Linked DNA regions of Zea mays: region 1 is linked to region 2. A link is a contact called in public Hi-C data. All regions are on one chromosome and are shown on one strand. The core of a region is the stretch at or near the end of the contact, and the rest is flanking DNA. Distances in the headings are between cores, read along the strand shown. Region 1 holds the start of LOC100273022. Region 2 holds the start of LOC103648233 (zinc ion binding).

What was found. Hi-C and Micro-C count contacts between places; a contact is called where the count stands out from the background.
Region 1: a Hi-C map of bundle sheath shows a contact between it and region 2, with 1.9 times the contacts expected there. The contact joins the promoter of LOC100273022 here to the promoter of LOC103648233 in region 2. A contact is called at or near these places in 3 of 25 Hi-C or Micro-C datasets (bundle sheath, ear and leaf).

The regions. Positions count from the first base shown.
Region 1 is chr2:239,106,001-239,110,117 of Zm-B73-REFERENCE-NAM-5.0, forward strand. It overlaps LOC100273022, which reads right to left and starts at 2,081. Exons shown (of 1, transcript NM_001367776.1): 1 at 1-2,081. The coding sequence starts at 2,074.
Region 2 is chr2:238,817,565-238,822,238 of Zm-B73-REFERENCE-NAM-5.0, forward strand. It overlaps LOC103648233 (zinc ion binding), which reads right to left and starts at 2,498. Exons shown (of 6, transcript XM_008672725.3): 1 at 1,826-2,498; 2 at 1-91. The coding sequence starts at 91.

The DNA.
Region 1 (4,117 bases), core at 831-3,330, 290 kb after region 2:
CCAGCCCTCTCGCGACCCCGACGGCGATCTGGTACCTCGTGCTCCAGTCTAGGACGACGACACCATCCTTTCCACCACCACCGCCGCCATTACTATTGAACAGATGGACGTCGAGAGAACCATTGACCATGTGCTCGTACACTAGCAACCTTTTATCGCTCTCGCAGCAGAAACCGACCAGTTTCACCAGGTTGATATGCTGGATCAGGCCTATCGAACTCACCTCAGCCCTGAATTGCTTCTCTCCCTGACGAGCACCATCTAGTAGTCTTTTCACCGCTATAGTAGTGACCGCGGAACCATCGTCGTCCCTCCCTAGAATCGTTCCCTTGTACACAGAACCAAATCCGCCGCCTCCTAGCCTGTCAGAGAAGTTTCTTGTCGCGTGGCGTAGGTGACTATACGTGAATGATCTAATAATCGTCCCATCGCAATCTTGGGTGTTGCTTGTTCTCCTCCAGCTGCAAACGAGTAGTACGATGAGCGCAATTATCACAAAACCACCGGCCGCAATGCTTGCAGCAGTAACAACTGTCGCCTTAGATGGGCGGCCTGATCTTTGGTTCTCTCTCAGCGTCTGCAGATCCTTGGCAGAGAGGCGAAGGTAGAGAGTGTCGCCGGTGGTACTTGCTGTTGCGGTGTTAAGCAATTCTCCACGCCAGATAGAGCACCCACCACCACCACCACCAGTAGTGCTAGCATATGAGTAAGCAGTGCAAGAGCAATCAGTGGCACAAGCCTGGCCACATCCATCAGCGTCAGTTGCTTTCATGGGCACGGGGTCGTAGGCCAACTGAACGCCAGGCACGGGCAAGAACCTGTCCGTGGCGCAATCGAGTTGGTTGTTCCTCGTGCACCCTCCCGCTCGATCGTCGAGGTCCCATTCACTGGGCGACCTGATAGAGAATCCCTCCATGCAATCGCAGGACATGTTCGCGTTGTTGTCGCCGCCGCCGGTGGTGGTGCAGACAGTGAAAGGTCCACAGGCAGCGTGGACGCTGCAGGGATTCATGGGCTGGGTGTAGAAGTCTCGCCAGGCGTGGCTGCTCTCCACCCACACGCGCCCCTTGATCTGGCCAGAGGTCTCCACGGCGGTGTACACGGAGAGGGTGTCGTTGGGTATGGTGTAGATGTAGTACTGCTCCTGGGCGTTGTCGATCTGGTTGTAGCTGATGAAGCCGCTGTCGCTGGGATCCACGTCCGACAGTGAGAATGTGCCCGACGCCCAGTACACGACGGAAGAGGAGCACTGGCTGAGTATGATCCCCTGGGAGAACCGTGAGTCCACCCCGACGCAGTAGGAGCCGCGGGCCGGGTTCGCCCTGTTCTTCCTCGACACGAAGACGCGGTTCAACCCCGTCACCTTGTTCCTGCCCAGCTTGGATCCCGGGAGGTACACGTCTGTTGGGTAGTCGAAGCTCTGCCACCGGACCTTGGACGCGTCCGAGGCCGAGGCGTCGCGCACCACCAGGTTGCCATTGTGGGTGAGCTCGGCGACGGTGTTGGTGGTGTTGGTGCTGGTGTTGTTGGTGTTGGTGCTGGTGGTGTTGCTGCTGGTGGTGGTGGTGGACCAAACGACTAGGGTTTCAGTTCTTTGAGGAGCGTTGTTGTCCTCCTGGACTACTACAAGGTTCCCGTCTCTAGAGATTTGCAGAGTCCGTTTGGGGAGGAGCTTATTATTGGGGTCTGCGTCTGGGTCGGTGAACGGGTCATCCCGGTTAGCAATCCAGACCGGAGTGAAGACTGGGATCTTGTTGAACCAGATGCCTAGGTACCAGTTGGAGACGGCGGTGGTGTTGCTGTTGTTGTCAGAGGAGGAGGAGGACTTACTGGCGGCGGGTGTGGTGGTGGTGCCGGACGGGAAGAAGCCGAGCGCGAACTTGCCGTTCCTGGAGACGAGGGTGTCGCCGACAGCGAGCGCCTGGCCCGCCGCGAGAGTGTGGTAATTCGCACAAGAGCACGGCCTGGGGCTGTGCAGCAGCAGGGAGACGAGGAAAAGCCCGACCAGTAGTGTGTAGCTGTAGGGTGAAGCAGGCATGGTGAACGAGAGATGTGGGTGTCTCTGTGCACGCATGCATGCATGCCCTGCCGTTATGAGAAGGGGAGGGGTCCGAGGGGATGATATATAAGAAGGGACTAGTAATAATCCATGTCATTGGTTAGTGGTTACCCGCATCAGTCTATCCTAAATTATCGCGTGCTTTAACTTTAACTTAGCATATGTTTAATTGTATATATTGGCCGCATGAGTTGATGTAAAATAAGTTATTCAAAAATCGGCATATAAGCCAGAAATAGGTGGGCTCGTATGGATTGGACGTGCGGACGCACTAAACCAATCATAAGCAATGTGAACGCGTGCTGCGCTGGTCACGATCCAGGTCAATCGTTCACACACGCGATCGATCGATCGAGATTCCTTCTCGCCTCATCAAGTGGGGAAAAAACAATGGAGCAAGACCAGGGCAGCCATTGTTGACCGCTTGTCACATCTCCTGGCACCATGTTGGTTGAGATGAGCTTTTGAGCGAGCTTGGTCCCACTCCCAACGAGAGACGAAACCGTGTCCCTTCTTCCAGTCTAATAATAAGACGTGGACGCCACTTGACCAGCTGACCACTGTCGGAAGACCTGCACAGGGTACCGGCAGCCACTCCTCGTTTTACGTACACGTGAGTATTTATCAGAATAGATAAAAAAAATAGTAATGGGTGGAAAGTAGGAAAAGAAAATGATATTTTATGTTTATAGTGAGATACATGGGGTGTATTTAGAAGGAACCGTTGCGAGAGATAAAAAAAGTAGGGTATGAAACCAGCTTGGTGAGGTGGTTGCATAGTGCGGTATGGGTAGGAAGAATTTAGCCTTATATGTATATATGTCAGGGAATGGATATTGTAGTTATATGTAGCTAACACTTAAACAGGTATATATGTAGTTAACACTTAACATGTGATGGTGTAATTCCATCAACCTCTTTCCCCTTGTACTGTTCACGTAATCTTGTAATCACTTGCACGCGTCACCTGGATTATTGCCTTCTGCCAAGACGAAAGTATAAATGTAATTAAATGTTATATTTTTGATATTTGAATTTATATAATAAAATATATAAATAAGTTTATGTGTTTTGACATATTATTCCTTCATGTTGTATATTTTATATTACATCTCTTATTATCTTACAATTCTGATTATTGCTCATGACCTTCGTCCAAAGTGCATTGTGTCCCTGGGGAGATAATGCTTCAATGGACGAAGGTCATTAACATTTAACATTTTATGTTGCCTTGTTCTTAATTCGAAGCATTTGAGAAAAAGTCCCCAACATACATAACTTCATATCAGCAGAGGTCTGAATGGAAACTAATCCAGTCCTCTTATTCATGTCCTAGAACTAGAGATGGCCAAACGGACCGTCCGGCCCTGTCCGATGAAGTCCGGCTCATTTTGGGCACGACCTGCCAGACACGATTAGAAAACCGGGGCTGGGCCGTCTAAGTCCGCGGTCTCGATTTCCTGTCCGAGCTCGACCCGCAGCGGGCCCGGCCCGTTTAGCAGGAAAAAAGCGGGCCGAAAAGCGGGTTAAGTGTACCGGTAAACATGTTTTAGTGCAAAAAACGGGTTTAACGGGCTTAGAGATAAACGGCCCCTGCCGGGCTAGCCTACCGTGCCTAATTTTCTGTCCGAGCCCAGCCCGCTTATTCGTGCCAGGCCGGCCCGGACCCGCATAGAATAAGGCTGTGCCGGGCTCGAACCAAGCCAAAACAGCGGGCTTCGTGCCGGACTCGCGGACCTTGTGTTTATTGGGCCTTTATACCTAGAACCTTTCCACTTTTTTATTGATATAAAGATGCCAAGGCCAACAAAGGTGCATGCTCCGTGCTCGTGGTCAAAGTTTCTCTGGAACGAGTGCTAGCTAGCCAGATTTTGGCCCCCCGCGCGTAGTACTTTTTATTGCCACCTTTCTGACCCACTTGTTCTTATCTTCTTTGGAAGCATTCATGAGAATATATGTCAGAAAATAAGTAGCCAGTAGGCGGAGTCAGTGGCGTAGCTAGAATTTTTTCGTGAGGTATGCCATTAGAATTTTTTATAAATAATTTAATATAATATA
Region 2 (4,674 bases), core at 1,248-3,747:
CCACCATTGACCACGAGATATCCGCTGCTGAGAACTCCAATGATGGTGGGTTCTGAACTGGAAGAGTCAAAATTTCATCCCACCTAGTCATCTGCATGTACAGCAGTCGACCTCATCACAGACAAGGAGTGGTAAAAAAAACATAAAATAGCCAATCAATTACAGTGCCACCAGTACCCCCAGCAAGTTATATTCTATAACCCCATTTTCTAGTAACCCATCGCTTTGTCATTTTGGCAAGACTGTAGGACTATGTAGAGCACAAACAAATTCATCAGAACATCAGACACAAAATTAGGATAAAAAAGGATTGGAACTGAGATTAACTTTGTATTTGTAATTCAATCCAGAACACTGGGACGGGATGAAGTAATCATCACTTATGCATAACAAGCTATTCTAGAAAAGTGTGAACGCTACATTGATTAGTGACACTGAATATTTATTTTGCAACAGATGTCTGTTCTTGAGGTTCAAGTAAATTATCATTTGTAATTTGCATAATTATTTGAGTGGAGTGCATTTCCGGTCCTTAAACTTGTGCGGTTGTGTATTGTGTCAACCCGGTCCATAAACTTTTAAAGTGTCTCTTAAAAGTTTAATCTTGTTTGGGTCTCTGTTACGCCCAAACGGACCCGGTAAGAGGTCTTCTTCCTCGAGCCGACACGGGGGTGGGCACGCGTCCGAGAGGAGCTTGCCGGCGACAATCACCCCACGACGTGGCGAGCCAACTCTGGCGCTTGCCGCCGCCCGAGACAGAGCCTGCGGCGCGGGACTCGCTGGTGGACGCCAGGTGCGTCCTCCATTCGTCCCTGGCGATGCGGCCCAGGACACGGCCCCATCTATTGGTCATGTGGCGCTCCCAGAGGTGGTCGCCACGGCAGCGCTCGTGCATGGAGCCGGAGATGGCGGCCATGCTTCGCAGCTCCGCCGGCCACAACTTCTCGAGAATGCAATCGATGGCCAGCTCCAGCAGGTCGAGCACCGACGGCTCACCGCCAGTGGGGGTGGTGGCCGCCTCCTCAGCATTCTCCACCGTGGCCGCGGCCCGCTTCCGAGCAGAGATGGCACGAGTTGTTGGCACAAATAGGTGAGGAACAATCTCATGTCACGCGTGCATGGCCTCGACAGCAAGAGCAGGAAGACGACAGCGAAGGCGGGGAGCAGGGAAAGCATCAGCACGTGCAGGTGCCTCTGTCGGAGCGCCCGCTGCTCCGTCCTTATGTGGATAAACAACAGCAGGCGATGCAAGGAGCAGTGGAGCTGTTGTTGCTACGAACAAGACCACATCAAGAGCTCGCTTTCTTTCTCCGCCTGATCGGAGGAGTCGTGCAGGTGACGCGATGGAACCCACTTTGCGTCACATCGTCGCCGTGATCGCTGATGGCCAGAGGCGCCATGTGATCACTAGGCGGAGGAACAGGATCAGCTCTGGCGTGGGGCCCAAGAAGCTGCTGGTTGTCGCTAGCAAGCTCCTCTCAAACGCATGTCCCTCCCCGTGTTGGCTCGATAAAGAAGAAGACCTCTTATCGGGTCTGTTTGGATCCCTTTGGACGTAACATAGACCCAAACAGATCACTTTAAAAGCTTATGGACCGGGTTACACAGTCGCACAAGTTCGACCGGAAATGCACTTTACTCTAATTATTTGGCACACATTTCTAGTGATAATTGAATAGACTATTGTAAAACACAGGAATAGCATCGTGGTGCGTAAATGACCTAAATGTGAAACCGCAGACACGCACATTTCATCAAACACCAAGGCTGCACTGCATTAGGTAGGAAAGGGGACCAAGAACATGGAACCAGTAAGGAACCTTACCGCTACTGTTGCACACCCGCAGGGATTGACGACGAGGACGGAGATGCCGCGCTACGGTCGGGTGTTGCCAGCACCGCCTCGTGGTGGGTCACGCCCACGCCGGTGGCACCTGGTTACGGCGGGCGGCGGCGGCGGCGGCTGCTGCCTTGTTATATCTGTGCTGGTGCTCTCGGCTCTCCGCGCCACCTCGCTGGTGAACGGCACTCGCGCTCTTGATCCGCGGTGGCCGCCGCGTCTGGCTGCCTCGGAGGGTCCGCGCCCGCGCCCGCGCACGCAGGGCCGCCCGCTTGGCGCCTTGCGGCTGAGGAACGGAGGAGGGAAGGGCGTGCCGCCAGGGGCCAGAGAGCAGCGCCGAGAGGGCGGGGCCGCGTGAGGTGGAGGCGTGGCGGCGCCGCGCCGAATCGCCGAGCAGGGAGGAGCGGGAGCGGGAGCGCCGCCGCTGGCGGGGGTGCGGCTTCGGGACGGGAGCTGAGAGTGGAAGAGCTCGCGGGCGTAGCCGCGTAGGGAAAATCTGAGCGCGTTTGCAAGTCGCAAGTACGAGGTGACCCCCATCGATTCGCAATCGAACGGACGACGTCGCTTGCTTGTCCGATCTGACGGTCACTGTGTTTTCCGGCGACGTGGTGCTATCTTGCAACAGCGGGGCGGAAGAGATCGAGGTGACCCAGGGTTAATTTACCAGTGACTGCGGCACACAAATTATTTAGGTCCCGTTTGTTTTCTTTATTTCGAGAAATCAGAAACGGAGTAGACTATTATTTTAAAATATAATATTACACCACTTTTAAAAGTTTATATATAAGACTACTTCAAATTTATAAGATGTAAAATGAAAATTAATTTTATAGATTAATATACTATTTTCTAATTTATAACTTATAGCACATTTTTTTACTTGCTACTTCTTTATGTCGGATGTGGATCCCAACGATAACGGTTTCATCAGCTACAAATGGATCACATGTTGTTCCATCGGGAAGGAGCCGAGCCGGACCTGAGACTTAAATTCGGTAAATTCTGATTAAAATCGATAATCAAATTGGTAATACTATAAAATGATTTCGAAATCGATTCTAAAATACAATACTGATACCAAATTTGTTTTCGAAAAAGACCGTTATCAGTGAGTCGGATAAAAAAATCGAAAACGATTTTCGAAAAACTGGAAAAAAATCCGAAATTGTTTTCATCCCTAACAACAACGTACCGGTTCGGATGGGACTTGTTTTAATCGGAGCCATTGATTCTCGATCGAACGGATACGGTAAAGGCGCGGGAATTAGAGATGTCAATGGGGTCCTGAAACCCGATTACCTGTCGGGAATTCCTCTATTAGGGTTAGGGTATGGGTTAAAATTGATCCCCATGGATATAGATTTAGGAGAAATCCTTTCCCTATCGGGTGTGGCGGATACAGGTTTGGGAGGGCTAAATCCGAACCCGATTACCCATGCGGCTGTTTTACCCGATTTACTACAACATCCAGGCTTCAATGATAAAATATGTACTAAGAGATATTTCTATCTACTGTTTGACTATATTTGTGATATGTGGACATGTGGTACTAGAAGACACTATTTATTTTCCATTAGTATGTTAATGAAACTACAAAATATGCATGCTAAAATGTTGAATTGTGTTGTGTCCATATGCTGAAATTCTGAAATGTTGAATAGTCGGGTCGGATACGGGTCCCCATGGGTATTTGGTACCCGGTCGGGGATGGTTATGGGAAGATTTTCGGTTCAGGGATGGGAGCGGGTCTGTGCTCATGAGTACGGGTCCGGGGAGTTAATCCCTGGTGGGGAATTCTATATTAACATCTCTAGTGGGAATAATAGGCAGGGCATTTTCCAAAAGAGCTATGTTCTTTGTTAAAACCAACCCGCCGTCCTTAAAATCAATCAAAATAAATAAAAGTAAATTAAGACTTTGCGAATCAGCCCGGTAGGTTATTTCTAGGTATAAAATTAATACCAAATACCATGGAAACTTGTATAGTCCATAACTTACTCCTTTTGGCGACGATTTAACCTGTTCCAGTTGCGTTAGCCTCGTAATAAAATTGTCTACACAGTAAAAATATTATTTGTACTATGTCATATATTTTTATATAATTATATATTTTATTAACCTATGTTATCTTTTATAATCTAAGGTTAATATAATATTTTACTCCAATCCATAACTTAACTAAAATAATATCTCTAATCAAGTTATAACCTAGATTAAGATTAAGATAGTTATTTTAGAATATCTTTATCATATGAATTATAATCAACATTGAACCTTGTGTTATTGTTTAATCATGTATATCTTTCAAAAATTATATGTTCACAATCATAACTCATATTTTAGTATTCCTCGAACCTTCGACCTCGTAGCGACGCATGAAATATTATTACACAGTTGTTTTCTCATGTTTGATGTAATTTTATTTTTATGTACTTCTTGTCTATTTGTATGTATTGCTACGTGTAGCAGCGAGGTCACGGGTAACCTGAAGACTAAATTAAGAAGTACCTGGAGTTGCACAAAAAAGGCAAGTTATGCCCTTTATCACTCTTTTTTACCTAATAATATCATGTTAATCACTGTGATATGCTCAGGTTAATTGGATGTGACCTAATAAGTTACCCTAGTTTTGTTCACCCTACACCTTGAAAACAAATGAACTATTGGATAGACTTGTTATTGCCCTACCTGGTTTTTGGGTTAATATTATATATGAATTATGATCATGTTCCATTATTATTGTTGGTTGAATTATTGTTCATGATAAGATTATTGTGTTAAAAGAACATGAAGAACCACACGGGAAAACAGTGCTATCACAAGGGTGGAATGTG